Regions from separate parts of the Mus musculus genome. Here all the other regions are linked to region 2. A link is a contact called in public HiChIP or PLAC-seq and Micro-C data. All regions are on one chromosome and are shown on one strand. The core of a region is the stretch at or near the end of the contact, and the rest is flanking DNA. Distances in the headings are between cores, read along the strand shown.

What was found. A called contact is a pair of places that touch in the nucleus more often than the background predicts. HiChIP or PLAC-seq counts read pairs in DNA pulled down with a chosen protein or histone mark.
Region 1: an H3K4me3 HiChIP or PLAC-seq map of embryonic basal ganglia shows a contact between it and region 2, with 5 times the contacts expected there. The contact joins the enhancer-like site here to the promoter of Zfp703 in region 2. A contact is called at or near these places in 2 of 39 promoter capture datasets (embryonic stem cells and stem cell-derived epiblast-like cells), 1 of 15 datasets of contacts at CTCF or cohesin (large pre-B cells), 1 of 484 Hi-C or Micro-C datasets (bone marrow-derived macrophages), 19 of 115 datasets of contacts at active chromatin or transcription factors (T-cell acute lymphoblastic leukemia, bone marrow-derived macrophages, craniofacial prominence and 13 more) and 1 of 9 other capture datasets (embryonic stem cells).
Region 3: a contact with region 2 is called in an H3K4me3 HiChIP or PLAC-seq map of embryonic forebrain, with 4 times the contacts expected there. The contact joins the promoter of Pomk here to the promoter of Zfp703 in region 2. A contact is called at or near these places in 13 of 39 promoter capture datasets (the 3T3-L1 cell line, 3T3-L1-derived adipocytes, the C10 cell line and 8 more), 1 of 15 datasets of contacts at CTCF or cohesin (large pre-B cells), 2 of 484 Hi-C or Micro-C datasets (CD8 T cells and embryonic stem cells), 11 of 115 datasets of contacts at active chromatin or transcription factors (bone marrow-derived dendritic cells, bone marrow-derived macrophages, embryonic forebrain and 6 more) and 2 of 9 other capture datasets (adipose tissue and embryonic stem cells).
Region 4: a contact with region 2 is called in an H3K27ac HiChIP or PLAC-seq map of extraembryonic endoderm stem cells, with 5 times the contacts expected there. The contact joins the promoter of Fnta here to the promoter of Zfp703 in region 2. A contact is called at or near these places in 8 of 39 promoter capture datasets (the 3T3-L1 cell line, the C10 cell line, embryonic stem cells and 5 more), 1 of 15 datasets of contacts at CTCF or cohesin (large pre-B cells), 4 of 484 Hi-C or Micro-C datasets (CD4 T cells, CD8 T cells and embryonic stem cells) and 8 of 115 datasets of contacts at active chromatin or transcription factors (astrocytes, bone marrow-derived macrophages, embryonic stem cells and 5 more).
Region 5: a contact with region 2 is called in an H3K4me3 HiChIP or PLAC-seq map of bone marrow-derived macrophages, with 8 times the contacts expected there. The contact joins the enhancer-like site here to the promoter of Zfp703 in region 2. A contact is called at or near these places in 6 of 39 promoter capture datasets (embryonic stem cells, frontonasal cranial neural crest, hippocampal neurons and 3 more), 1 of 484 Hi-C or Micro-C datasets (palatal mesenchyme) and 19 of 115 datasets of contacts at active chromatin or transcription factors (acute myeloid leukemia, bone marrow-derived dendritic cells, bone marrow-derived macrophages and 13 more).
Region 6: a Micro-C map of embryonic stem cells shows a contact between it and region 2, with 6 times the contacts expected there. The contact joins the promoter of Rnf170 here to the promoter of Zfp703 in region 2. A contact is called at or near these places in 14 of 39 promoter capture datasets (the 3T3-L1 cell line, 3T3-L1-derived adipocytes, the C10 cell line and 10 more), 1 of 15 datasets of contacts at CTCF or cohesin (large pre-B cells), 12 of 484 Hi-C or Micro-C datasets (CD4 T cells, CD8 T cells, the G1E-ER4 cell line and 5 more), 20 of 115 datasets of contacts at active chromatin or transcription factors (astrocytes, bone marrow-derived macrophages, cardiomyocytes and 12 more) and 4 of 9 other capture datasets (adipose tissue, embryonic stem cells, liver and 1 more).
Region 7: an H3K27ac HiChIP or PLAC-seq map of acute myeloid leukemia shows a contact between it and region 2, with 7 times the contacts expected there. The contact joins the enhancer-like site here to the promoter of Zfp703 in region 2. A contact is called at or near these places in 7 of 39 promoter capture datasets (the 3T3-L1 cell line, embryonic stem cells, hippocampal neurons and 3 more), 2 of 15 datasets of contacts at CTCF or cohesin (the NIH/3T3 cell line and large pre-B cells), 2 of 484 Hi-C or Micro-C datasets (nephron progenitors and uterus), 22 of 115 datasets of contacts at active chromatin or transcription factors (the NIH/3T3 cell line, acute myeloid leukemia, bone marrow-derived dendritic cells and 15 more) and 1 of 9 other capture datasets (adipose tissue).

Annotation. Positions count from the first base shown.
Region 1 is chr8:26,418,876-26,422,835 of GRCm38.p6, reverse strand. No RefSeq gene overlaps it. Among named protein-coding and RNA genes, the nearest start is that of Gm31898, 19 kb to the left of the region's middle. Within about 2 kb of position 2,610, at least 16 of the 459 cell types and tissues checked have an H3K27ac peak or open chromatin away from gene starts, as enhancers often do. A contact at or near this core is called in embryonic basal ganglia, where this site is marked.
Region 2 is chr8:26,975,942-26,980,217 of GRCm38.p6, reverse strand. Zfp703 (zinc finger protein 703) reads right to left here and starts at 2,882. Exons shown (of 2, transcript NM_001101502.1): 1 at 2,607-2,882; 2 at 1-1,650. The coding sequence starts at 2,864. The coding sequence ends at 124.
Region 3 is chr8:25,991,906-25,995,743 of GRCm38.p6, reverse strand. Pomk (protein-O-mannose kinase) reads left to right here and starts at 1,623. Exons shown (of 5, transcript NM_029037.4): 1 at 1,623-1,657. It overlaps Gm31402 (a long non-coding RNA gene), which reads right to left and starts at 2,450. Exons shown (of 2, transcript XR_378826.3): 1 at 2,181-2,450.
Region 4 is chr8:26,012,951-26,017,167 of GRCm38.p6, reverse strand. Fnta (farnesyltransferase, CAAX box, alpha) reads left to right here and starts at 1,558. Exons shown (of 9, transcript NM_008033.4): 1 at 1,558-1,787; 2 at 3,613-3,698. The coding sequence starts at 1,588.
Region 5 is chr8:26,238,619-26,242,458 of GRCm38.p6, reverse strand. No RefSeq gene overlaps it. Among named protein-coding and RNA genes, the nearest start is that of Gm31727, 26 kb to the left of the region's middle. Within about 2 kb of position 2,503, at least 45 of the 459 cell types and tissues checked have an H3K27ac peak or open chromatin away from gene starts, as enhancers often do. A contact at or near this core is called in acute myeloid leukemia, bone marrow-derived macrophages and trophoblast stem cells, where this site is marked.
Region 6 is chr8:26,117,141-26,120,980 of GRCm38.p6, reverse strand. It overlaps Rnf170 (ring finger protein 170), which reads right to left and starts at 1,613. Exons shown (of 8, transcript NM_029965.4): 1 at 1,381-1,613; 2 at 418-541. Hook3 (hook microtubule tethering protein 3) reads left to right here and starts at 1,757. Exons shown (of 22, transcript NM_207659.3): 1 at 1,757-2,023. The coding sequence starts at 1,967.
Region 7 is chr8:26,290,220-26,294,298 of GRCm38.p6, reverse strand. No RefSeq gene overlaps it. Among named protein-coding and RNA genes, the nearest start is that of Gm31784, 20 kb to the left of the region's middle. Within about 2 kb of position 2,013, at least 1 of the 459 cell types and tissues checked has an H3K27ac peak or open chromatin away from gene starts, as enhancers often do. A contact at or near this core is called in acute myeloid leukemia, where this site is marked.

The DNA.
Region 1 (3,960 bases), core at 1,361-3,860, 560 kb after region 2:
AAATAATAAGTAGATAGATAGATAGATAGATAGATAGATAGATAGATAGATAGATAGATAGACAGATAGATGATAGATAGATAAGAAATAAAGGTTCTGAGGGAAAAATAACATTCTTAGAGTAAGCACTGCCTGTAAACTATAAAGCGAGTTTAAGAGCCAACAGTGGGTGGTTTAGGGTACAAGAGCAGAGATGGTTATTAAGTGGTGAAGTGAATGTAAGTCACACACTTGCCTTAATAACCTAGTGTCAATGTCACTCATCGAACCTCCACAGACGCACTGCACTTGGTTAGGTGGCACATGGGTATTCTCTGTTGGTTTTGGTCAATACATATATATGTGTGTGTGTGTGTGTGTGTGTGTGTGTGTGTGTGTATTATTATTATTGACCACCCATAACGAGCTCTGATGCCCTCTTCTGGTGCATCTGAAGACAGCTACAGTGTACTTATGTATAATAATAATTAAATCTTTGGGCCTGAGTGAGCGGAGTTGACCGAAGGGAGTGGGGCTGACCAGATCGAGCAGAGGTCATAAAAATTCAATTCCCAACAACCACATGAAGGCTCACAACCATCTGTACAGATAAAGTCTATTCATATACTATATATGTGTGTGTGTGTGTGTGTGTGTGCGTGTGTGTATGTGTGTGTGATATATATGTATGTATATATACATATATATATATATATGTATATATACCTAGAACTTCTAAACATAGTCTATTAAAAACAAACAAACAAACAAACAGCAACAACAACAAAAACAAGGAGCAGCAACCTAAAAATCAAACATAGCCAGAGCCTCACTGCCTGGAGCTGTAGCAAGGACCTGGCTGGCTCTGCTGCAGATAGCACCTTAGATTTCAGGGTCCAGGTGGCAGGAAGCATGAGGAAAAGGGGGGAAACTATGTGGTCAGGAAAACGTGCTGACTGCAGAGCTAGGTCCCAGGTGAGTTAGAGACATTGTTTTTGAAGTGTTAAGGAGTGAATGACCTTTTGACCTCTGAACCAGACTCCCCCTACATCTTCTCATCCCTTTGAGACTTAACTCTAAACTATTACCAGGCTTGTGGATACAACAGAAAGAAAGAAGGAAAGGGGGAGATTGGAGGAAGAAGGGGGAGGGGAATGGAGAGGAGGAGGAGCATAGAGAAGGAAGGGGGAGGAGGGAGAAGAACAGGGAACAGTAAAGGAAGGAGAGGGTAAGAGGAAGGGAGAAAGCAGAGGGGTAGAAGAAATTAAAGACAAATCTACTGCTTGGCTTTGCTGTTGCCAGATACAAACTTAACCTAGAGAAGAGACCTGCTCATTTCTGCCTGCAGTGCATAATACCCAGGATGCCCTGATTTTTTTTTGAGTTGTTCATTGTTTGTTTGTTTGTTTTTTACATTCAGAACTTTTTGCTATAATTAGAAATTTCTTCCCTCTATCTACTCAGAGAGGCAAAGTTGAGAGCCAGGAGTACAATAGTGGCTATAAACACTATGAGACAAGAACCACAAAGGGTGTACTGGAGACGAGCCTGTGGGATAGGAGGAATTCCTGGATGCCTAGTCTGCCCTTGGCTCTCCACAGCTGCCCTTCATTTAAGAGGCACCAAAACAGAAACCCGGGGACATAGAAGGATAAACAACTACCGCTGGACTTAATCCATTATCTAATGGGCACCACTGGAGAGCTCTTTCTAATTGGGCCTATTTTAGAGGTTTGATAGAGGAGTCTGTTGACAGAAGCCTAAAGCAGCCATCACTCAAACCTGAACCAAATAAAATAAAAATAGAGAGAAATAAATAAATAAGAGAGATTCAGCCAGAAATAGGGGAATGGAAGGGTTGGAAAAAGAAAAGAAAGAGAGGGAGTTCACATTATCAACCAATAAACCCAATAATCCATTAGCAACCAAGGTTGCTGCATAATATAGTACTTCCCTGGTGCTATAATTTATACTGCAGACTAGAGAATAGACATGGTTATTAGACGGACGGCTACTGGATGACACATGATGCATGACCGTGCGGCATTGATCTTCACACAACAGGAAGGTGTCTAGACCGGGAGATGTATGGTTGTGCGATTCGGAGCGGGGCATATTTCACAGGAGGCCTAATGGAGTGGTGGAGCTGTGATGGATGGGCTCGCCCAGTTTCAGTAGCTGAACAGTTATAGCTGTGCTAATGCCTGACCTCTCCTGAGCCTCTTGTCCTTCATGCAGTCACGGTGACCTCATCTAAAGGGACAGAAAATGAGATGGAGAACTGGGGGAAGATGGAGAGAGGTGAAGCCTTCAAGGGGGTGGAGGAGAGAGGGTTGCTCTGAAGGAGGCAGACAAGGGTCCTATATAGAATGAATTGAGAAAAAGAAGGGAAGAAGGAGGGAGGCAAGAATCAGGTGAAAGGCACCCTAGCTTCCAGATATAAATCAATGTGTTGATAAAACAAAGATAGGGCTCTCCCATGTCTCTCCCAACCCCACCCCAAGTCAGCAGCACTGGGTAGCCCAGGGTTGCAGTTATGAAAAGCCTGGGGCTCTCTCTTCTGTGCAGTAGGTCTCCATCCCCAGAGGAGAGACTCAAGGAAGGGGTGAAGCACTGAGCCAGGTCTTGTGCTAATGGAGTGAGGAGATTCTGTGAGCAGCTTTGAGTAATCCACATCGATTATGCAATAACGCAGAGAGAACCGGTCTTCCTCCCTACACCCGCACTCCGTTAGACGATGCTTAATGCATCCTAATGACACTCTTGATCATTCCTGGGAAAATTAATGATTCATGCTGCAGCCAATCCAGATCCATCCAGCTCCCCCTTCCTCTCCTCCCCTCCTCCCTCCCTCCCTCCTCCCTTCCTGCCACCCTCATAATTTTTTTTTCTCTGTATCAGTGTTGTGAGACAGGCAGGACTCAAATCTTACCTCTTATCTGATAAGTAAAACTAACTAAGCAGAAGGCATGCACTTCTCTCTAGCCTTCATTTCTGCGTCTCCCATCATGTCCATGCCCCTCTTTATTTTGAGTCAATGAGCTAGAGATGCTGCAATGAAACGACTCAGGTAAGCTTCTAACAGAGTCCACTGAGGATCAAAAGCAAGTGTCAGAGTTGCTCGTATATCTTTAGACGTTCCCACGGCCACCCAACCACCCTTCAGACATGGTAAATAATCATCTCTCTCAGTAAAAGAGAAGCCTATTCCTTCTGAAATCCAGTAAGACTTTCCCAGGTTAATATACTACTCTGTGGGTGTTCTCAAATCTAAGAGTCAGTTCAAGTAGCACATAGATGCTTCGCTAGGGTACAAAGGATTTTTCACTGCTAGAAGCTACTGGAACTGTTGGTTTTGTTGTTTGTTTGTTTGTTTGTTTGTTTGTTTCACTTTTAGCCTCTGTGATGATTCTAAAACTTGTAAATAAAATTATGCCAATCCCATGATATGGCTGTTTTCTGAGTCTTTCTTGTTAATGTCATTAAGATGCTCGGCAGTGGGAAATTTGTAAAGAGTATACATTTATTTCCCATAGTTCCCATGGAAGATACAAGGTTCAAGGCCAAGGTGCTGGCAGGTTGACTGTCTGCATCTGTTTTTAAGATGGCATCTTGTTACATCCTCTGAAGGGAACAAAAAAGGAAAGGGACAAAGGTTGCTTAAATCCTGGTTGTGTACCACTTACCTGGTTTTGTTTTGTTTTGGTGTGTGTGTGTGTGTGTGTGTGTGTGTGTTTTCTTTGCCTACAAATATCTGTGTACCTTGTACACACAATGCTCTAGGGGGCCAGAAGAGGACATCAAATCCCCAGGAACTATAGTTACAAACAGTTGTGAGATGTTATGTGAGTGCTGGGAATTGAACCAGGGTCCTCTGAATGAACAGTCAGTGTTCTTAACTAAGGAGCCATCTCTTGGACCCCTTGACAGCTCCTATTTGGAACAAAAGAACCTTTGTGCCTTAATCACTTCTTGATGGTC
Region 2 (4,276 bases), core at 1,633-4,132:
TGGGGGAGGGGCTGGGCTGGATCCTGGTAGGGGTAAGCGGTAGTGGAGCTTGCAGCGTCGAAGGCAGTGGGACGTGAGAGGAAGGGGTGGGTGGGGAAGGGCTGGGAGGGGCCAGAGCTGTGGTTACTGGTATCCAAGCGCAGAGGCGGAGGCTAGTCTCTGTCCATACAGTGCGTATGGCGAGTAGTAGGGTCCGGCTGTGGGAAGGGACGGCACTGCCAGGCCCCCAGCTGTAGATAAGTGGCTCTTGCCATAGGGGTGGTATCGGCTTAGCCCCAAAGTGTGTGGACTCCGCAAGGACAGCGACCCGGGGCTGCCTGGGGCAGCGGGCGGGGGGAGATGCAGGTGACAAGAGGCTGCGGCTGCAGCGGCTGCAGCGGCACTGCCCAAGCTCGACGCCCCGGGGTAGGCGGCCAGAAGTTTCTCTGCGCCCGGCAGGGCTGTGTGAGTCCGTAGATGGCTGAGCAGCTCCTCAGAGGTGGCAAAGCGCTTGTCGCAGGGCCCGCTGGCCGCCACCCAATTGCAGCTGTGTGGCAGCGGTTCGTTCTGCAGCATGAAGCCATAGGTGTAGAGAGGATGGCCCGGGAGAGCGGCCTGGGCGGCGCTGGAGGAGAGCGCCGCAGGTTGCAAGGGGTGCCCCGGGTACACCAGAGGGTAGCCACTGGCCTTAAGGCTGGGCCCGGTCGGATCGTGCGCGCTGCAAGTGGAACAGCTTGAGCCGCCGAGGTGCGAGGCGCTGTGGTAGCCTCCTAGACAGTAGGGGTCACGGCATAATCCCTGCAGGAAGGAGGGTGGGGAGGCCCCCGTGAGCGGGCTGGAGCTGGGGGGCTTGCCTGGTGGCAGGCCCAGGCCCCCGGACAGCTGACCTCCCACCAAACCAGACTTGCTAGGATCCAGGCCAGGAACGAACTGAGACGGGTAGCCGGCGTAGGCGCCCACGATGGAGCCGTGGTAACCGATGCTGGAGGGCGGTAGTGGGAACACCGAGTGGCCTGGTTTGTAGGGTGACACTGGAGCCACGTGGCCCGCCCCCACCAGGGCGGAGGGCGGCTCTGACTTGCGCCCCGATGCGGTGGCTTCCGGGCCACCGTGAGCCGAGTCCCCGCCGCTACCTCGGCTCCCAGCGGCTGGCTCGGGACTGGGTTTGGCTTCCTGCTCTTTCTTGTCCAGTTCGCCGGCCCCGCCGCCGCCGTTCTTGCAGTCTGAGTGGTGTGGTGAACCTCCGCGGGAGCCGCCGGGAGAAGACGAGTTTGATGAGGTGGAGACCGATGCCCCGTGCGGGGGAAAGGGAGGGCAGGCGGCGCTGGGGACCCTGAAGCCCGCCTTGTCTCCGGGGGACGAGGAGGACGAAGAGGTGGTGGAGGACACCGACGAGGAGCCGCTGTCTTTGCGGGAGTCGCCGCCTCCGGAGCCCTTAGAGTAGGGCTTGAAGCTCGACTTGTCCTCCGCGGGGGAGTCCCCCAGCTGCTTGAGCGCCGCGGCCGCGGAGGCGGCGCCGGGGGCGGAGCGGCTCGGGTCTTTCTCGGATCCCAGCCCGTTGGCCGCCGCCGCCGCTACGGAGTTGAGCTTGGATGAGGGCGGCGGGTCGGGCTTGCCGATCTGCGAGCAGGTCTGGGCTAGCAGAGCCAAAGGACTCTTCTTGGCGTCCAGCTGCGGGAGACAGTGGCAAAGGGGAGGGAGAAGGGGGTGAGACTGGGAGACTCACTAAGCGCGCGCGGAGAAGCTGAGCCGAGCACTGTGGGCGAGCGAAGGGAGCTGAGCGAGGAGGGTCACGGAAGGAGGGCCTGGCTCTGGCCGAGTAGCTGGGCGGAATGACACTTGCCTTGTGGGTTAGTCCCCGAGTGTGACATGGGCGCTGGCGCGCAGGAGAAATGGCTCAACCACAGCCCTCCCGGTTAAAGGTGACTTCTCTGTAATCCGGATGGTGATTCGCCCCTTTCCAGATAATTTTCCCATCTTTTTGGGCCAGGGAAAAACTTAAGCCTTTAGTTTGGGAGAACTTCGTTTGGGACGGGTTTCTGGTGATGGCGCTCGGTGTAAGAGCAGGGAGAGGCGCCTTCTAAAGGCAGAGCCGCAGTTGGCCCTGTGAGTAGCCCCTCCCTCTCTCCTTCCCTCCCTTTCTCCCTCCCTCCCGGGGAGGACACCCAGAGAAGTAAGATGAAGAAAGACCCAGGATCCCGAGTGCCTGGTTGTCTGCACTGTGCCCCTAAACAGACGGGGGAAGATGCAGAGGGACACCGGGTGGAGGCGAGGGAGGCCCAGAAGCCGTCTTTGGACAGGACTCTAAGGGGCCAGAGGAAAAGTAAAGGACTCTGGGCACCATAAGAGCAAATCCAGTCGGTTAGAAAACACGCAGCTCCAAAGGGCGACTGGGCAAAACCCTTCCACCCATGAGTCTAGGGAGAACCTGGGCGGGCGGGGAGGGGGGTGTCTGGTTCCTGCCTTCCGTCCCTCCTCAGGAGGTCCGCCTGCGTGGCCAGCTTCGGGCCTCGCGTCGCTACGGGAGGTGGGGTGGGGTGGGGGGTGGTGGAGGGAGCAGAGCCATGGGCCCAGCATGGGTGGAGGAGTGGGGTTCAGTTCTGGGTGGGCAGCGCCCGGAGACTGACCTCAATTGGGCTGACGGGTGTGGAGGACAGCGGTTGCAGGTACTCCGGGTGCAGGAGGTGACCGGTGTGAGCGCTCAGCATCTTCAGGACCCTGATAGGGAGCCGGTTCGCCTGGCGCAGGGGGTCCGCCGGGGGCAGGAGGGACACCACTGCCGGCACCGCCGGCCTCTTCCCGCCGCCGCCGCCGCTGCTGCTGCCGCCGCCGCTGCCGCTGCTTTCGGGTGTCCTTGGGTTAGATCCAGCGGGCGAATCGCTCATTTGGAGGAGGCAGTGCCACTGGGGGGGCGGGGAGGGAGGGGAAGCTCCGGGAGGCGAGCTCCCGGGGCGGGTGGGCTCGCTCCGCTGCGTCGAACGCCGTGCAGCAGCCGCTGCGCCTCCGTGCCGCCTCCCCTCCTCCACCGCCGCCGCCGCCGCCGCCGCCGCCGCCGCCGCCGCCGCAGCTAGCCCAGGCGAGCAACACAAAAACCTTCGCCTTCCGCGAGCTGCACGTCAAATAGCCGCGATCTGCAGCCACACTTCAAAGGGATCGCCGCGCCCGCCCAATCGCAGCTCTCTCCCGGACCCCGGGGCGGGGAGAGCGGAGGGCGGAGGCGGGCGCCGCCGGTGGGCGGGGAGAGTCTTAAAGCGCCCTAGCCGGTCGCCGCCTCCCGGCCTTCGCCCAGCGCTGGATCTGCTCCCCTTTGCGGGTTGTGCCCGGCTGCCCTAGCCCACGGGTCACCCAAGGGACGGGACTTCTGGACACGGGCTCTGTGCCCTCTCCTGTTGCCTGCTGCTTCCCACTAGTGTCTAGGGTGGAGACCGGGGTGGGAACGCAGGGCGCCTGCTCCGGTCCTAGGATCCAAGCCTCTCCCCGGGACCGCCGGGGGGCGGGCTACGCCTCGGGAGCTCGGCAGCTTCTCCGAGCTGCTTCGGCCGGTTCTCTTTCCCCTAATTGGCCTCTCCCGGATGTGTTCACTTGGAAGCGCCGAAGCCTTGGGGGCATCCACTATTCCCTGGGCGCTGCCTGAGCCCTTCCAACTACTTTGAGCCTGTCCAGTCAGACTGGAAGTGGAAGGACTCCCTTCCCGGTGAGACGGTCTAGGTGAAGCGTGGTTGAAGGTTTGGCTCCCTGGCCAGGAAGCGTCACCTCAAAGCTCCTGGAACGCCCCCAGGGGCGCTCTGAATTATAGATCGTGTTTGGTGTGTTTCAGGGTTCTTGTCCCGTTTAAAGTCATAAAGCTACCTCACTGTGCTGTGACGAGCTGAGCTGCCGTTTGGCGGCGACGTGGTTGGAGGTAGCATCAAAGTAGAGGCCGATGTCCTAGAGGAGGGGGGGGGTCTCAGCATTGCAGGACGACACAAACTCTAGAGACTGCCCCATTGGTTTCCCCTCCGGCGAAATTTCGAAATAAGACCTTTTTATTAATAATAACAGTACCCTCTCGGATTCCCCCAAGCCTTCCGGAAAAAGTACGTATTTACACTTGGCAGAGATTTTTACATAGTCATGGTCCTGACCATAAAGTTCTAGATCCTTGGCTCAATCGACTGAGCTTGGTCCTTTGTGCCCCAGCTCTGGAGTGACCACTTTTGCGTGCCCTCAGTGGCCAGTGGAGGCGCGCTGGTGTCGCTGTTCCTTTTGAATACCCTTTTCCAGTCGTGATTTGTCAGTCACTCTGACCATCAAGTTC
Region 3 (3,838 bases), core at 374-2,873, 980 kb after region 2:
AAGCAGCCTGCCCCGCAGAGGACCACGTGGACCTATGCGGGATGCTTAGCATCAAAAGCACTACATCCATGTGCCATGAATAGCTCTTCATGTCAGGATGCATCATCACAGCATCACCTAATGTCACGTTTATTTGGTGTGTGTGTGTCCATGCGTGTGCATTTGGAGATCTAAGGATGACATGGTGAGAATCCTTCTCCCCTCCCCTAGGAGGGGTCCTAGGAAACTGAACTTAGATGGTCAGGCTTGGTGGCAAGCACGCTGACCTGCTGGCCATCTCTGTGGCCCCCTGCAGCATCATCACTTATTATAGCAAACTCTATATAACACACCTCCTGATTTTAGTCCTTTTGTAACAGGTTGCTTTGGAATTTATTTTATGTGGCTGGGTGTTCTGCGTGCTTATATGTCTGAGCACCACGTGTGTGCAGTGCCCTCAGAGGGCAGAAGCGGAGGAGGTCTAATCCTCTAGAACTCAGTTACAGGTGGTTGTGAGCTGCCAAGTGGATGCCAGGAACCCAGGTTCTCTGGAAGAGCAACCAATGCTCTTACCTACTGAGGGGGTCTCTCCAGCCCGTATCTGAGTCATTTTTAAGTGTTTATTTCAGTGGCATCCAATATATTCACATTATTTTACAACCATTACCTCCATCATCACCAGAAGTTTTAAAGCTTCACAAACTGAAACTATTCATTAAACAGTGTTCTTAATGGTGTTTTTTATATAATGCCTATAATTTATTTCTGAAATACTTGCTGTTATACATCCAGGTATATTTTCTACTATAAATAGCCCTGGTGCTGGAGAGATGGCCCCACAGAACCTGAGTTTAGTTCATATAGCATTGGTATCTGGGGGACCACAATTACCAGCAAGTCTATCTATCACTCCTGGCCTTTGAGTTCTCTGGCACACCACACACAAACGCATTTGTCAGTCTGAGAAGCAAAAGTTGCTTACAGGGATTCTTTGAAGGGAGTTTTGTCGGTTCCTCTAGTGCTTCCTAGATCAAGATTCTGGGTTCTTTAGCATGCTTAGAGTTTGGATAATAAACATAGATGGTTTTTGTTTTTACCCACACACTGTATGTTTTGATTTCAAATCTGGAAAATAAATCAGTTTAGAAGTAGATGATATGTCTGATTTTCCATTTCCCAACCTTACCCCTCCCATTTCACTTCCAGTACTAATACTAGTGTAGCACGCTGAGACCTTCCAGCCTTCGCATGACTTGAGGTTTGGCCCTGAAATCTGTGACGCGCAGCTTGGCGTCTCAGGCCAAAGCTCCAAAGTCACATAGTTTTCAAAGCCAGAGGCATTATCAGTGCACTGAGCCTCACTCTGCGATTTGCTCGTGTTGCTTTTCTGAGGATCACTCTTTGGCAGCCACCGCTTTGCAGAGAGTGTAGAGCTGTAGATCAGGAAGCAGCCCCTCTGAGGTCCCCAGTCCCAGGCTCAACCTTGCTGTTGCAGCCTGGCCTTCACCAGTTTGGCTAGAGGAAATGAGGACCAGGGTATGGATGACCGCGCCTACGCTGGCGCGGGCGTCCACTGTAAGGCAAGAGGCGGCCACCAGGAGGCAGCCTCACGCTCGTCTCCGACCGCTTCCGGCCGCGCAGGCGTCCTGGAATGCGAGCCGGATTTGGTGGTCGCCAGGTAGGCTCCGGGGCGTAGTGAAGCGGGACAGGGTTCTGTGGGGCCTTTCCAAGCCTGACCCTCCTGAGCCCCCGGACCCAATCCCAAAGTGGATCCTCTCATGGGGATCATGAAAACTAAACCGGGTACTGGTGCTGGCTCCTCCCGTGCTTACCGCGCACCCCTCCTCCGGGTGCACCATGCATTCCCTTTGGATGCTCACCACGCAACCCCTCTCCCGGTATCCATGGTATCCCAGTACCATGCACCGGGAGCTGCTATTGAACCATGTGAGCGGAGGCTGTCCGCCATGCTCTCGCTTTCTCTCCCCCTCTTTGTTAAAAACCAGTTTTAGACCTTTAGTAAATTTGATGCCCCCCGCCCCCACCTTCGCCTGTCCAAACTAAATAACATCCAGACTGTTTAAATAGTTATCGGGAAATGAAATTTAGTCTGAATTGGGTGACACCAGCTCCTTCTCGAATTGTGTAAAATATTCTGCATATTGGCAATTCATTTAGTTGACTTATTTCCCTTGACTAACCTAAGCAGTCGACATACAGCAGCTGGTCCTTTTTCACCGTTATCAAATAGCCTTGGTGTTTAAACAGTGCCGGAAGTTCCCGCTCTGCCGACCACACATACTCACTTCTTTAAGCTCTGGGCTGCCTGGGCGGTCCACAAGAAACAGGTGTGTTAATCGATTGCCAAGCAAAGAGGGTTCCGCATAGATCTGATAGTATGGATTCTAAGGCTGGAGAGATGGCTAGTGGCTAACAGCACTCGTTGCAGAGGACCTGGGTTCAATTCCCTAATAGCTCCCCACTGTCCATAATTTCCGTTTCAGGGAATCCAGCACTGTATTCTGACCTCCCTCGGCACCAGGCACACATAGCACATATTGTACAGTGTGCATGCAAGCGAACACTCCTGTGTATAAAATAAGTAGATTGAAAAATATGAATTCTGGGTTCCTGCAGCATTTTGTCAGTGTTGCTGGCCTTTCTTGCTATGGTCAGCTTTTAAAGGGGAAGGATTTTCTTGGGCTCAGCCGTGGGATTCTTTGCTTATGGCCTGTGGTCATTATGCTCGTCGTGGCGGGAGAGAGCGGTGGAAGAGAAAATTGAAGAGGGGAAGACCATGATGGGAGAGGTCATCTTACTTCCTGGCATCCTGGAAGCACAGAGACACAGGCTGAGGGCCCAGTGTCTCCTTCTAGGTCACGTGTTACTGACAGAAGCTTCCTTGTAGCAGACTCTGCCTCCTCGAGGTTCTGCTGCTGTCTGGTAGTGCCAACAGCTGGAGACCAAGTCTTTAATGAATGGGCCTTTGGAGGATGCTCACCCAGACCATAGGGGACTGAACATGCATATATGGTACTGGAGTATGAGTAGTGGGTGAGAATTTTTTTTTTTTTTTTAAGATTGTAAGTACACTGTAGCTGTTTCAGACACACCAGAAGAGGGAGTCAGATCTCATTACAGATGGTTGTGAGCCACCATGTGGTTACTGGGATTTGAACTCAGGACCTTCGGAAGAGCAATCAGTGCTCTTAACCGCTGAGCCACCTCTCCAGCCCCCAATAAAGACAGTTTCTGTGTGCTGCCACAAATCCCTTGCAAAAACCCTGGAAAGGGGCTGACAATTTTACATTCAAAAGTGTGTGTGCCTATGTGCGTGTTTCACACGTGTGTCATGGTGTACATGTGGAGGTCAGAGTGCAACATGGGTGTGGCTCTTGGCCTCCTGCCTTGTTTGAGACGGTGTCACTTTGTGGTGTCCCGCCATGTGTCTGGCTAGCTGGTCCAGCAGCTTTTCGACTATCCGCCACCAGTGGGATTACAGTACATCTGGCTTCTTTGGGATTCTGGGGTCCTCACTACCCATTGAGCAATCTGCCCAGTCTGCCTTGTGTTGTTTTCTTGGGGAGCATCCTTTCCTTCCTAAAACGGTATGAGCTCTAGGCTGCATGAAGCTTGCATTCACCCAGTGGCCAGGTAAGATGAGGGGGAGGTTAGGTTGAGACTTGACACTGGGAAGATGTAACCATGGTGTTGGTGTGGCGACACCGGGTGCAAGAAGAAATGGGTGGATGAGAGGCGTTACAGGTCGGATCCCACAGAGAACTGAAGAAGAGACGCGGGGGGGGGGGGGGGCGTGAGGAGTTGGTACATTCAAGTCCCTGCTGTTCGAGGCACTGCA
Region 4 (4,217 bases), core at 309-2,808, 960 kb after region 2:
TCGGACTCCTGTGTGCCTGCTGGATCCTGTTAGATACGGACTGAGTGAGGGGAAGAGCTCCTTTGTTGTGGACACTTACCGAATACATTTCGAATAAACAGAACTTTCATCTGCACTGGAAAATACAAATCCATTCCACCCTAGTTCCCAACCTATGGAAGGTCTTAAGGGAGAATCCAGAGAACAAAGGGAATTTCTTTTAAGTTCCCCCAAAGGTGGGCTCCCTTCTGGCAGGTAAGTCTCAGTCTCTCTCTCTCTCTCTCTCTCTCTCTCTCTCTCTCTCTCTCTCTCTCTCTCTCTCTCTCTCTCTCTCTCTCTCTCTCTCTCTCTCTCTCTCTCTCTCACACACACACACACACACAAACCACAAGGTAATGAGTAAATAATATATCCACCTGCCTCTGCCTCTGCCCCTCTGCCTCTGCCTCTGCCCCTCTGCCTCTGCCTCTGCCTCTGCCCCTCTGCCTCTGCCCCTCTGCCTCTGCCCCTCTGCCTCTGCCTCTGCGCCTCTGCCTCTGCCCCTCTGCCTAAGTGCTGGGATTACAGGCATGTGCCACCACTGCCCAGCCAATACTAGCATTTCTAAATCCTGGGTTTGATCACTAGCACAGCTGCACTGAGAAACTCAGCACAGAAAAGTTGGTTTGACTGATAACACCTGTGGGCTATTAGGATGTGGGGAAACTTCAGCTAAGATCACATACCGACCTCTGTTGGAATCCCAAAAGTCCCTTTTCTACCCTATAAAACCTCCAAGGCCCATGACCATCCTTGGATTTTTTTCTAATTAAAGGACAGTATGCTTATAAAGACATTTGTCTCTTTTATTCCCACTTTGCCTCAATCGGTTCTGATTTAAGAACCTTCCCTAGAATATATGGTGACCAGACACTATGGTCTTTGCGCTGCTGCGAATGAACCTGGTGCCTATTGTATAGTAAATATTTGTTAATTGAATATATCTATTCTCTATATTTAGAAAGGAGTTCTGCACAGATCCAAATTTAATTCCAAAGACACCCCCCGGATTAATAAAATGCTGCTATTTTATTATAGGATTATATAAACGCCTAGCACTGAAAAACATGTAAAGTGTGAAAGAATGTAAAGACCCTTTTAAGGTTAAAGTGGAAGCCTGAGGGGGGAAAGAGGTGGCTGGCTGTGCACCGTTTGCAATTCTTCACACTCCTAAGATGGTCCAAAAGAAGGGGGCCGCTGGGGACTGGAGATGTAACTCAGTGGTAGAGCACATGCCTAGCATGTGCAAGTCTTCCGGTTCCATCCTAAGCGTTGAAAAAGAAACAAAAGCAAGGAAACAGAAAAGTTACCCAACAAAGGAAACAACAACTAATAACACTGCTTGCCAATTAGCACCTAAAGGCCTCTGAAAACCTGCATTCGGGAAGGGGGCCCTGGAAACACAGCAGCGAGGACAGTAGGTATTCAGGCCAGGCCTCCGGGCCGGGCCCTCTACCCCACGCCTCTATGGTAGGACCCGAGGAACCGGAAGTGGGCCTCGCCGGGGGCGGGGCGGGCCGCGGAGGGGGCGGGGCCTCCACCACCACCTCTGCTGCGGACGGAGGCGAGATGGCGGCCACCGAGGGGGTCGGGGAATCTGCGGCAGGCGGCGAGCCGGGACAGCCGGAGCAGCCGCCGCCCCCGCCTCCGCCGCCGCCAGCACAGCAGCCGCAGGAAGAAGAGATGGCGGCTGAGGCCGGGGAAGCGGCGGCGTCCCCTATGGACGACGGGTTTCTGAGCCTGGACTCGCCCACCTATGTCTTGTACAGGTAACGCCCTCCTGCGGGCCGCGGCGCCAGAGGCCCGGGGCTGAGTGCGAGCGACGACGACGCAGCTCGGCGGACGGGGGCGCCCTCCGAGTCCGCGCCGCGCAGCCCCGGGTGGCCGCAGGCTGCGGCGGCGCTCTTCTGAAGCTAGGGTGCGGTGACACTTCCGTGGTCCCGCAGTGCTGCCCTGCTGAGAGCCGTGCATCATCCGAAAGGCGCCCTTTTGACAGCTCGCTATGGGATAATGTCACTTAAGCGGCCAGATCTGCTCTTTACAAACACTGTCGGGCCTTTGCGTGCCTTCTGCTGCCTGGAGAGAACTTTCCTGCCTTTCCTTCATCTTGGCCACTGTGCACATCCCTTCTGTCTTCCTTTCCATGTCCCCTAGTTCCTTGTCAAAAAGTACTTACTGTTTTTTGTAGTTCTACCTAAACCCTTTAGGTGACTCATTTGCCAGGCTTTCAGGAATGAGTGAAAGGCATTATAGAGGTTTCTGCAGTTGGATGACTTGAGATTGGTTGTGGGGTCCCATAGCTTCAGAACTTTCCTCTGATTTATGAATTATGTTCTTCGGATGGCTGATTTCCGAAGAACTAAATGACCGTGTTTGCCGTGCCTCTCTCCAAACTATAGGATATATATATATACATATATACATACATATGTATATATATATATATATATAAAATTAGCAGGTCATTCTTTTCCCCATATTCTTACATAAGGGATGCAATTTCAAGGTTAACTGCGTACCACAAATGTCTGCTGTCAGTAACTGATTAGTATAGAGAAGAAGAAAAGAATGTAAGTCAAGGCTGGCCACACTGAGCAGTTCATGGAAGTCTCCAGAAGTGCCAGTTGTTGCAGTCATACTGTTGTTTTGAGACTGTTCCCTGGATTGTTAGCATGCATACAGTATGCTATGCAGGTTTTAAGTACTCAAAATTATTCCTTCTCAAAGTTGCCTTCCAAAGTTGACTGGTAACATTATCTTCATCTTATAAATGAAGAAACCAACATCCAGGCAGATTAATGACTTCACACAGGAAGTTGTAAAGCTAATATTCTGGCTTAGGCAACTGTCAGATTCCAGAGCCTTCTCTCCCTCATGCTAGGCAGGCATCTCCACATGCCAGGCCCTCCCTCTGCCTAACAAGTCCCTCTGTAGTGACAATAACTCATAATGCTTCCTTGGACTTTGGGGGGAGTGTTGAAGTATCACATGTAGGACTTTGCGCCTGTGTTCTACCTCCTGAGATACATCCCCAGTCCTAATTTGAGTTTAAAAGGTTAGTTCCTACTAAAATGCATGTTTAAAAAAAAAATACTAACTCCAGAATCTTACTAAGTAAATGGGGGAGGCTAATTTTTAAGTTAAACCTTGGATACTTTCTAGAAGACCACATTTTGCCACACCATAAATTTGAAATTGTTGATTTATTAACTTTTATTTTTTAAAAATAGGCGTTTTCAGCCAGTTGGTGGTGGTGCATACCTTTAGTCCCAGCACTCGGGAGGCAGGGGCAGGTGGATCTTTTGTGAGTTCAAAACCAGCCTGGTCCACAGAGCAAGTTCCAAGGCTACACAGAGAAAACCTTGTTTTCGAAAAACCAAAAAAAAAAAAAAAAAAAAAAAAAAAAAGAAAGAAAGAAAAGTATTTTACTGTATGTGTGTGTGTGCCTTGTGTATGTCCAACCATTAAGATCTCCATTTGATTGAATGATTATTACCAATTAAAAACAAACAGAAACAAAAAACAAAAAAGCACCAGAATTGTTTTTCGTCTAACATGTTTGCATATAATCATGGGGAACATGTCTGTTTTCAGGGACAGAGCAGAATGGGCTGATATAGACCCAGTGCCCCAGAATGACGGCCCTAACCCAGTGGTCCAGATCATCTACAGTGAAAAGTGTAAGTTTACATTTATTAGGAAAATAGCTAACAAAGTTGAAATTTACAACCATATAATAAGAAAAGTGAGAGATTTTTGTTTACTAAGAACCTGAATTACTTTGCTGAGTTAATATCTTCTTTGTCATTTATTTGTCTTTGTATTTTATTTAGGAGATGGAGATAGTCAAAGCAATGAATGTTACATTATAATACATACTAGCTATTGTATCATTGTGCTTTTAATTTGCATTTAAAGTATAACAGATGGATTACTGTTTTGTCTAAAATAAGCTTTAGTTGTTCAAGTACCATCATTTTAAAATGTATTTTAGCTGTGTAGTGCACGCCTCGGTTAAAATGTATGCAGTGATGTTTTCTTTAACAAAGTAGCCTTTTCTTACCATGAATGTGAACTCTTCTGTAACTAGGAGGTCATACAGATGTTGATTGTTCTTCTCAGCAAGGGTAAATAGATGTAGTGTTATTTTTGGAATTTTATGTGTTTGTATGTTTGCATGTGTAAATTTTTTACTCCCA
Region 5 (3,840 bases), core at 1,254-3,753, 740 kb after region 2:
ATTCCAATTCACGTACGATGCAGCATATTGACGCATTGGAAGTTCCAAAACAGAGAAAAATTTAAATATATATGAAACATGGAGCTGAGAGCCTCAGGGTGGTTGCGGGTAGATGGACAGCTACTGGTCAGGAACAAGAAAGAGTCTGAGGTGCTCACACCTCGATTTGGAGAGTCTTTACCCAGAATGCAATGCGGCACTCCTTCCTAGTTGGCTGCACTGTCATTCCAGGCTTCCATAATGGGAGCCTGCTGGTTGCTTCCCCTGAAAGCCACTTTGTTTTCTAGGATAAACATCTGTTTGTCTGCTTTGGTGTAAGTCTCACTGGGCTTTGATATACCAAATTGTAAAGTGCCCAGTGAGCATATTCCTACATTCCTGAATCGGGTTAAACCACATGCCCAGGACTAAATCTTGAGAAAATGTTACTGAATCGATTCGACCTGTGTAAATTCTCCCGTCGTGCGTTCCCGCTTTGCCTTCAGTCTTTCTAAATAGTGAATCCCAGTGTGTGCTGTGGAACTCCACTAATATCCATACATGGCTCCTTTGCCTGTCTTTCTTCACACCATTTCTTGCTCCCAGAGTCCACTGTGTCTGTGAAAGTCTCATATGCACTCGTTTTCCAAAAATGTTAGTGGAAGATATGGTAGCTTCTTCTTCATTGCCTCCCAAGGCATTTCCAGGTTAAACATGTATCATGCAGGGCCTCAATTAAGGTGAATGCAAGGGAGACATCTGGGGCACGAAATTTAAGGATCCTGAGATGGAGACATAGATCCTCAGTGTCTGCACGATAGGTGATCACCTACCTCACCTTATTTCTGACACTGCTGTGGCCACAGAAAAGGAGAAGGCTGGCTCCAAGGCCAGCAATGGGCAGATAAACCAGCATCAGAAACTTGTGTAGCAGCCTTAGAATCCATGCCTGTTTTCTCTTAGTGAGAGTAGTGTGGTCGCTGGCTGCCTCCTCTCTCCTGGAACCCAGGCTGGTAGGGAAGGCAGATATGATTCCTGCACCCCGACACCCAGAGAGAACAGGCTCCACTAGATGATGTCACCAGTTGGGTAAAAGCCCGATGTGACATCTAGCCAAGCACTTAAGCTCTCTGGGCCCCATTCTGGTTCCTTAGGCCTTTTGACTGTGAATTCTCAAAAAGAACCTTGGGACATCAATTATGCATCATAAAGATCTCTCCCTTGAATTTTTACCCCCTTAAAACACGACTTACTCGGTTAAGTGTGGCTGGAGACTCATTGATATTTTATTTTCCCAACACATTCATTAAAGTCACGTGAAGTGCCTTCTGTAGACGCAGACGACAATAACAAGAATAAAAGATGATAAATGCAAATAAATGGCTTGATTGGGGGGTAGAAGAAAACCATGTGACCTGGCACTTTATCTTAGCAAAGGTACTTGAAGGTCTCATCCCAAATCTTTTTCCGAATTAGAAAAAAAAATTACATGGTGATTTTTCCTTGATATCTTCAGGAACTGACACTAGACGCTTCCATAGATGCTATAATTCTTGGATGATCAAGCCTCTTGTCATAAAATGCAGTAGTATTTGTATATAACCTATGCACATTCTCCCATTTAACATTATCTTAGATTATTTCTATTGCCTATAATGTAAATGCTATGTAAATAGCTATAATATCGTGGCTTAGAGGACAAAGATGAAAGCAGTCTGTACGTGTTCGGCATCAATGCACTTTTTCCATGAATACTTTCCATCAGCAGTTGGGCCAGTCCTTAGCTGTGAAACCTACCATACAGAGGGCCAGCTTCCTCCATGTCTTCTTTTTCATTCACACATGTGCATGCATGTGTGTGCACATGTCTATGCAATCGTGCATGCATGTATACTGCATGTGTAGCTTTACAAATGTGCATGAGTGCATGTGTGTGTGTGTAGGTGTGTGTGTGTGTGTGTGTGTGCGCGTGTGTGTTTTAAGTACTACTTCAAATGAATTATAAAAGAGGCAAACTTCTACTCGTTGTCACTGGCACCATCCTTAAGATAACCCCATGGTGTTAGTGCTTGGTTGACTGGGCTGATCTGACTAGCTAGGGAAGGTTCCCTACCTCCCTCATGGCTCCATGCGCATCCTTTCTGAATCTTCCCATTTGGTTGAAGAATTCTACCTTCCCTGATAGAGGAGGACCATTGTTTGTCAAGAGTATATGAATAGCTGTCTTCCTCTTCTAGGATTTCCAAGATCCTCTCTGGATAGGAGTACTTGTTTGTATCTTCACTGTGCTCCTCAGAAGAGAGAGAGAAAGAGAGAGACAGACAGAGAGAGAGAGACAGAGACAGAGAGAGGGAGGAAGTGAGCAGAGGGAGAGGGAATGAGAGAGAGAGAGAAAACACACACACCACCTAGAACCTCTCTCTCTGGAATGCCTCAGGCTTTTCTAAACTGTAGTCACTGGTACAGGAAAGAAAGAAGACAATCTTAAAGGTGCTATCAGCTGGTTGCCATGAGGAACAAGGAATGAGGAAACACTATTCAAGCAAGCAGAGTAAGAACGCCAAGGCAGGAATGAGTCAGCCTAAACAGAATGAACTAGGTTAAAACGTCCAATTTCCTATGACCTGCAATCCCCTGTATGATGTTCCTAGAATGGGTCAACATTACAGAGTTTAAGTGAGGAAGTGAGATTATCTGATAGACTTTGGTAAGCTACCCCTCTAGTGTCCGTGAGCAATAAACATGGTCAGGCAGGAAGAATGATGTAACTGCCACATTATCCCTAAACAATACCGTGACATCACTCCAGGAAATGAGGAAAGCACTTACACAGCTTGGCCAAGACAGCATTCTGACCACCAGCATCCTCTTCTAAACTCAAGCCCTTTTTAGGGTAACACTCATCCCTCTATTAAAGTGCAAGATACCTCTCCCTCCCTACTGAATCCAACCAAGAAAGGACTCAGAGTACCTGACGTTCAGAGTCCATTGTTAATTGTGCATGGAAACCCTCTCATCAGCAGAAGGGACTTCTAAGTGTCTGAAGAAGTAGATGCTGACAGACAACAGCAACTGAATAATTTCCATCCAACCTCTCTTCCTTTGAAAAGCCATGGTTAATTTGAATAAATGTCAGACCATGGCCCGGATATGCTTTACCAGTGTCAATATTTTTGCTACCTAATAGTACACAGCATTACACCTGAAATTTTCCAGGGTGGCAGGGTGTTATTACAAAAGATTGCTTAATTGTAGATTGCTACTGTACATTTAAATTTCAGTAGCAAATTAAGTTGTCAGACTTAATTACCGTTATATATTTAGATTATGCCACAGATTATTTAGTTCACTACTTAGGTTTGCCAACCTGTTCCCCTTGCAGTGTGACAGGGTAGTAATTAGAGAATTACGGGAAACCATTCAAGCTTCCCATAGACATGTCCAGGAGGCCTGGTGCTCTTACAGATCCCTTGGAGAGTCTTCTTTTCTGTCCCCACAGCCCCAACATCGGAATGAATCTCTCCGGAAGAGTTGTGGAGCATCCCAGATGGATTTCTACGCTTTTCTCTATCTCTGGGACACTGCCTTAATACACTCCGGGACTCAAATACTTTCCATTCCTTCTCCTCTAGCTATTAGTAGCCCTCTGACATTCGTGAAGCACTTTGTATTAGCTCTGCCTTGAAGAACAGCCCAAAAGTGTGGGTGCTGAGTTAGGCTAGCTGCTAAGCGGGGATGCATTGAATAGATGGCTCTTGTCACCAAAGCCTAGATGACTCCCTTACCTCTTTGTCCTAAGAACTTTGCATTTTCCCATCCTAGCAAAAACTACAAGGAGTTGATGGGAATATATTTCGTTTT
Region 6 (3,840 bases), core at 364-2,863, 860 kb after region 2:
AACGATCGATTACATGTGATCATCAAGCAGTAGTCGATAAAAGGATCATTTTAAAAAATTTAATGCTGCCAGCGGTGGTAAGCCTTTGATCCCAGCAATCAGGAGGCAGAGGCAGGCAGATCTCTGAGTTTGAGGCCAGCCGGGTCTGCAGAGCAGGTTCCAGAATTGCCAGGGCTACACACACACACACACACACACACACACACACACACACAGCCAACCACGCAAGCAAAACAAAACAAAAACTCAATGTTTTTTTGAAATCCTAAAAGCTCAGCGAGAAAACCAACTTCAAATGGGAAAGAAGTCCCCAGGAACTGAAGAAAAAAAAAAAAAAAGTGAAGGTGTGCCCTGGGAAGATAACTTCTTCCCAGGCACTGCTAATCAAAGACTGCATGATCTGGTGGTTATGCATACCTTTGAATCCAAGATTCTCCTAGGACTCCAAAGCATATATCTTGTATCTTGTTGTCTTGGAAACGCCAATATCTTTGCATTAAGGTCGACTGTTTATTATAGCATTATTCTTAGACGCCCTAAGCTGGAACAAAGTGCACATCAATAGTAGAACGGGTACAAGGCTGTAGTCACACAATAGGATATTAGACAATCATGGGATTTTTGCAGATAATTTAATATTATTTAAAAGCCAAAGCCACAATACATATCCATTCATAAAAGTTCAAAATCAAACAAAGGAAAATTATACTACATGCATAGTCATCTGGTTAAAAAGCTAAAAGGGAAAGCTTTTAAAATAAAGTAAGTGCCTATCACAAAAATCAGATTAGAGATGGTATGGATGGAAGAACTCTTGGGAATGTGGCAATTCATTTTATTAATATTCCTCAAACATGTACTGCTACGCACTGTTCTGCATGCGACTTAAAAACGTATATGAAACCTTCTACAAGGCTTGTATTAAAAAAAAAAAATCGAAAGTCGGGCAAGGATGCACCTCAATGAAGCCAACTCCTAGCACAAGAAGCAGGCCTTAGGAACAGCAAGGGTCCTTACGCACTGGGGAACTGGCGTCCACCCTCTGTCACTTTGGGTAAAGTTTTTTGTGGGAGAAGGGGGCTCCAAGGAGGAACGCCGGGCTCCCCACAGCCGGGCCAAACCGGCCCCCAGCCTCCGAGACGCGCCCACGTCAGCCGTTCCACCTTCGCCCGGAGGGAGACTCTGGGCAGGCTCCGGCGACTCAGGGAAGGCTGCGCTCCGGCTTCCGGAGGGAAGCGGTGGGCGCGGAGCCTACCCTCGCGCGGTCCCGCAGCTCCCCCCACCGCCACCGCGCCGAGTCCCGCAGTCCGCGGGTCCCCGGCCCGCCCGTGCGGGGGCGTGGCCTGGCACACGCCCGCGGCCGGAGAGGGGGGCGCGTACCTCGTCGCGGCCGAGGAACTACCGGGCCAGTCGGCGGGTCGGCATAGAGCTCATTTCCGGGGACTACCTAGCTACTCCTCCCGTGCAAACTACAGGCGGCTTCTTAAGCCAGAGCGCCGGCGTCAGCGCACGCGCAGTGCGGAGCCCCGGCGAGGGTGAGCGGACTGGAGAGACACACAGACCGGCCGCCACCGCAGGGCCCGGCCGGGGCGCGCGCCCGCGGGCCTTGGACTGGCTCTGGGAGCGCGCCTCTAGGGGCGGGGCTGAGCGAGCGCGAGCGTGCGCAGTGGCCCTCGGACCTCGGGACTCGCGCTACGCGGCGCGGCGGGGCGCGGCGCTCGCGCAAGAGGGCGTGGGCTGGCGGCGCCGGGTGCGCGCAAGGGAGTGCGCGGCCCCGAGCGAGGGAAGGAGGGGCTGGTGACAGTGCGGAGCGATTGCCAGCGTCCGCGCCCCGGGAGCGGACGGACGGAAGAGAAGGTCCGCCAGACGCCCGGTCTGCTGCCTGACCCCTTCGGACTCAAACCCCGAGCCGAGCGGCCGCGGCTTCTGGTTGGTTGAAGGGAGACGCTGCGGCCACCCCAGGAAGATGTTTAACGTGGAGTCTGTGGAGCGGGTGGAGCTGTGCGAGAGCCTGCTCACTTGGGTACGTGGTGGGCAGCGGGCCGGTGGGAAAGCTCCGCCACCTTTTCGCGGACACCGGTGCTCGTCCCGGGGGGCGAACGCCCCGGGGCGACCTGCCGTCACATCCGGGGCTTGGGACGGGCGGAGCTGAGTAGCCGGTGCGGCCGCGTCTACACCCGCGGCCGGGTCAGGGTCAGCAGGGAGAGGCCGGGCTCAGGCAGGCTGGGCCCAGGGTCCAGGAGGAACTTGTCCGGCCTGAGATGTTGGCTGCTGTCCGAGAGGAAACCTGCCCGGTGGGGGCTAATGATGGGGTGCAGGCGACACTGTAATTAGGACTGTTTGCCTTGATGAGGCGCTGGCGTTTCGCTCCCAAGCTCCCAGTGATCCAAAGCGTTGGTTCTGCCTGGGCGCCCGGTAGAGGCAGTCGGGACCCCCTAGTTAAGCGATGCTGCTCGCCTTTGTTGTAGCGTTCAGCCAGGATGGAGTGTAGCCCCTTGAGGGATGGATGAAGCCCTGCCCATTGGAAAATAGTACATTGGCAGGGTGGATAGACAAAACATGAAGAATCACTCAGAGGCAAAACATTTAAAACGCGAGATGCATTTTGACTGTTATAAACGATGTGATGGTACCTATAAAAGGAACCAACGATAAAAATGTTGAACTGGAAAAATTGAGGGATTTCGTAATGGAACTGAAACACATTTTTAAAGCACCATGAGATTCTAATTTGGAATTGATGAGGGTTAAGGTTATCGAATTTTCAAGTAAACATGCAGGATTTTGTCAATAGTCATGGCTTAAACGGCCCTTTTCATTAGCTGGACAGTTAACCGTGTTTGTTTCTGGTTTTCATATGCTGGTTGGAGGTAGGTCCAGGCATATATGCAGAGCCATGGGATAAACCAGGAACATTCATTTTACTTACTGCTAGAAATGTTAGCTGTCCTTTTTAGAAGAACCCAGATACATTTACAGTGGCTATTGTGATACATGTTAATTTTGTTTGCTTATTGGGGGAGATGGTAGTATTTGGGCCTCCTGCATTTTAAGGGAAGGCTCTACCACTAAGCTGTTCATCTCCTGGTCTTAGTCACTTTAAAGGTAAAATGCAAATAGCAAAAAATTCTACTGAACAGTGCCTTAGGTTAGAGGTTCAGATCTCTGGAAGGTAACCATCACTGTTTTGTGCAGGAACACTGCCGAGAAGTTTGAGAACTGTTAACTTAGGTCGGTTGTAATAAATGTAAGAAAAGTAGAATCTACAGATGTGTGTGCATTTGAGATAGGATCTTGCTATGTGGCCCATTTTGACCTCAAACTATGATCTTGAATTTGTAGCAGTCTGCCTGCATCACTACACCCAGCTTGAAGTTTTGTTTTTGTTTTTGTTTTTTTATAAACTGGGTATGTCATTAATCTGATTGTGCCCTTTGAAGCAGCCTTTATACAATGGAGACCTTTATGGTTTGGTTTTGTGTTAGATCATTCTTGTAATTTCAGATCACTGGAAATAGTGCATAGTTAACATGCTCTGTAAGTTCCAACTTCAAGCCTGAAGCTAGACTTCACTGCTATGCTTCAGATAGAGAACGGCGATAGGTGACACGACAGAGCTACACCTCAGCCAAGTTTCAAATTATTCTTTAAACCAGGAAGACTTTTGAAAGGATGGGAAATGTTTCGTGCCCTGTCAGTATATAACAAGCTAGCCCAACAGAATATGCTTAAACATTAAACCTTATCCCCTCTTCCTTCCCCCTGAAGCAAGATGTATTCCTACCTGATAGGGTAAACAAAACAAAACACAAAAACCTATGGCATTACATCTGTCAGTCC
Region 7 (4,079 bases), core at 764-3,263, 690 kb after region 2:
TTTTTCTTTCCAGAGTCTAAATGAATTTCTTACAAAACCATGGATCTCTAAGGAAAGGCTACCTAAGAGGCCAAGCATTACAAATAGGTCTTACCCTTTTCACTTCCCTCTCCCTCTACAAACCATTAGATTACATTCCTAAAGCTAGTCCCCAAGGCCCATTCCCATATTCGGCCACTAATTCCTGAGACTAAACACCAACATCCAGCAATCCAAATTCATTATTTGTCTACACTGGCTAACCTGTCCAATAAGGTCATACCAACACACCCAGCACAGACTTTTCCTTTGCTCCTTAAAAACTCACTCCTGTCTGATTCAGAGGAAGTCTCACCCCAAGCCAGCTCCTCCTTTGTGATAAGAACTTGGTGTCTGGGTCTGTCCTGTACTAACTCTGTGGGCCTCCCAAACCCTTACAGCTGAAAAGCACAATAGTTCAGGCATGCAACTTCAAGTCAGCTGCAGGGTATAAATATCAACCTATTGCTTCCAAGCTGAACAGCCTTGACAAAATTCCTTCGACCACTGGTTTTCAAAATGTTGAATAAGAAGCATACACCACACACACACACATACACATGTAATTTGCATACATATAGATGTGTTTATACACATATGTATGTGTGTGTACATGCAAAAGCACACATGTGTTCTGTACACATAGACAGGTTGAGAGCAACTTAATTTTCCAGCCAGCAACAGGTCACGGCCTTCAGTTTGAAATCATTAACCTCCCTGTGGTCTGTCTCCTCAAATGAAAAACAGGCTTATTGCAAGGATCACTTAAGTTACTTTGCATAAAATACCTTACACACTGATCATCTCCCACCTGGTAGCTATTACTATTGTCAAGGTTATTATCGTAACATCATTTAAAACTACGACTTGCAGCATCTGCACAGTTAGTAAGGGATGAAGATAAAATTCAAACAAGGAGTTATTCTTTCCCTCGTCTCACAGGATCATTTCAATATAATTATTCTTTTTCTTCATTCGATCAGATAAGAAACATTGAAGTGAAAAGCATGTGGCAGGCACGGGGACTGCACTGAAGATACAAGCTGAATGAATCCAGCTGCTGTCTTTATGCAGCTTGAGGATATAGAGTATATAGAGTATACAGAGGATATAGAGTATACAGAGGATATAGAAGATATAGAGGATATAGAGCATATAGATATACAGAGCATACAGAGGATATAGACATATAGAGTATACAGAGGATATAGAGTATACAGAGGATATAGAGGACATAGGGTATATGGAGGATACAGAGGATATAGAGTATGTAGAGTATACAGAGTATATACAGTATACAGAGGATATAGAGGATATAGAGTATATTGAGTACGTACACTAAGCCATGCAGTCCAATAGCCATAGCCACGTATGGCCATCCGAGTTTACATTAGAATTTATAAAAGTGAAACAAAATTTAAGACTTCCGTTTTTCATCACACTGGTTCAACAGCCACATGACTGCCGTGTATAACAGCACAGACACTGAACGTTTCTATAAGCATAGAATTTCTAGAGTTTAAAAAAGAGTTTTGTAGGATGAGGACTTGGGCTTAAAATCTAGAGGAGAATGGGGAGAAGGACTCGGATGAAGTGGTCTCCCCATTTGGAAAAAGACTCCATGGATAATATTTTACCTACTTGAGCAACGCCGCCACTGGCCTAGCTAAGTGCCTCTCTCTCTGCTCACATACATGTATGCATCCACTGGTGTCTCCATCTATCCTTGTATTTTCTATTGTGAACCTACCCTTTAACAGCCAAGCCATCTCTCCAGCCCACCTCTATCTCATCCTTTTCTTTATGCTAGAGTGTCCTTTTCAGTTCTAACACACTACATAGATATTGAGGGAAGGAGGTGTAATACTATTCACAGGGAAACTGAGGGAGAACCAGCTCTGAATGCAGACTTCAGCCCTGTCTAGAGCCTCACACTTCCAGCCCCACTCGGCTGCTGGGTAACACTAGCCTGTTCTGCAAAACCAGCAGAGGCAAGATAGGGCCCCGGGGCATTTCGTCACTGGAGTAGAGTCTGGGCAGCCGTGTCTACAGGAAAAGCACTAGTGTCATACTGGGGGAGCCTCGCCCTAACAAGCATTAAGCCAGAGCTTTCCTGACCCTACTATATATTCAGTCTAATGAGTTGGAGTTGCTTTCCTGGTGGAAACAGCCAGAGGGCTGACTACCTGACAGAAAGCTGCCATTCCTTGACTACAGGGCCTTAGATTCCACTTTGACTGTTCACTGACTAGACTTGGCCTTGGCTTTTGCCTTGGACATGGGGTCTTGACAGGTCCTTCACACCTAAACTCACCAAAGTCTACAAAAATCAAAATCAAAATCAAAACAAATTATCGTGATGCATTCTGCTCACTTGAAGAGAGAGATGTAGCCTAGAAAAATTTCCGGGGAGCAAAGTGAAGATTAATTTGTGCTTAATGATTTATCACAGATGTGATACACAGTATAGGATCTAAGGAAAGTGCAAACACTTGGAAAACAAGGCTGGGTTTAAAACATTGTAACTACACCAGCTATCACCATGAACAAGTTGGCCACCATTGGGTTCTTCAACTTACAAAACAGGTTCAAAATGTCCGTGTGTGCTGCTCAGCATTTAATGAGGTTCCACGGATGCACATATAACAAACATTGGTGGCAGGGTTCTTTTTCTCTGTCTTCGCTTCCAACGTTTTCACATCCTGGAAGCGATAATGTTGTCAACTTGAGTGGACCGAGCAAAGGCTATGGGATTGGTTACGAACCCCTCTGGGTGTGTAGGAGAGATCATCTCCAGAGATTACTGGAGGGATCTGATTTAATGAAGGTTTAACATGTGGAAGGGTTTATATTTTCGACGAACTATTGAAAAGTAATGTAACTGTGGAAGGTCAGGTGGTAGGAAGTAGATCACTGTTGATATCTTTGGGAGCTATATTTTGTCCTGACTCCTTCCTGCGACTCCCATCTGCTCTGTTCCCTGCTGCCATGATCTGAGATTCTCTGTCACACTCCCTCTACATGATGGGGTAAAACCTCTGAGACCATGATCTGAAATAAGTCCTTCCTCAGGTGGTTTGTCTCCATTGTTTCTTCCTAGCAGTGTAGAGTCGGACAAACACTCTTGCCTTGGCTGCCTTTCCATCTGAACCTGTTCTCCGTTAAGACTTCTTCCTGCCCATGATCTTCAAAGTCAATGGGAAATGTCCAGAGGAAGAGTGATTCCAATCCCAGGTGAGAAGGGACTGTGTTGGATGGAATTGGGTCAGGGTAGGTGGTGTTTTTTATCCTGTCCATGGGACTGAGGAATTTTTTCCTGGGCAAGCAGATTATGAAAAACGAGTAGTTAACCATTACATAGACTTCTTATTTATTTATTTTTATTAGATATTTTCTTTATTTACATTTCAAATGTTATCCCCTTTCCTTGTTCCCCCTCCAAAATACCTACATCCCATCTCCCCTCCCCCTGCTCACTACCCCACCCACTCCTGCTTTCCTGTGCTGACATTCCTCTACACTGGGGCATCAAGCCTTCACAGAACCAAGGGCCTCTCCTCCCATTGATGTCCAATAAGACCATCCTCTGCTACATATGCAGCTGGAGCCATGGGCTCCTCCATGTGTACTCTTTGGTTGGTGGTTTAGTCCCTGGGAGCCCTGGGGGTACTTGTTGGTTCATATTGTTGTTCCTCCTATGGGGCTGCAAACTTCTTCAGCTCTTTGGGTATTTTCTCTAGCTCCTCCATTTGGTGACCCTGTGCTCAGTCCAATGGTTGACTGAGAGCATCCACCTCTATATTTGTCAGGCACTGGCAGAACCTCTCAGGAGACAGCTATATCAGGCTCTTGTCAGCAAGCACTTGTTAGCATCCACAATAGTGTCTGGGTTTGGTGACTGTATATGAGATGATCCCCAGGTGGGGCAGTCTCTGGATGGCCTTTCCTTCAGTCTCTGCTCCACACTTGGTCTCTGTATCTCCTTCCATGGGTATTTTGTTCCCCCTTCTAAGAAGGACCGAAGTATCCACACTTTGGTCTTCCTTCTTCTTAAGCTTCAT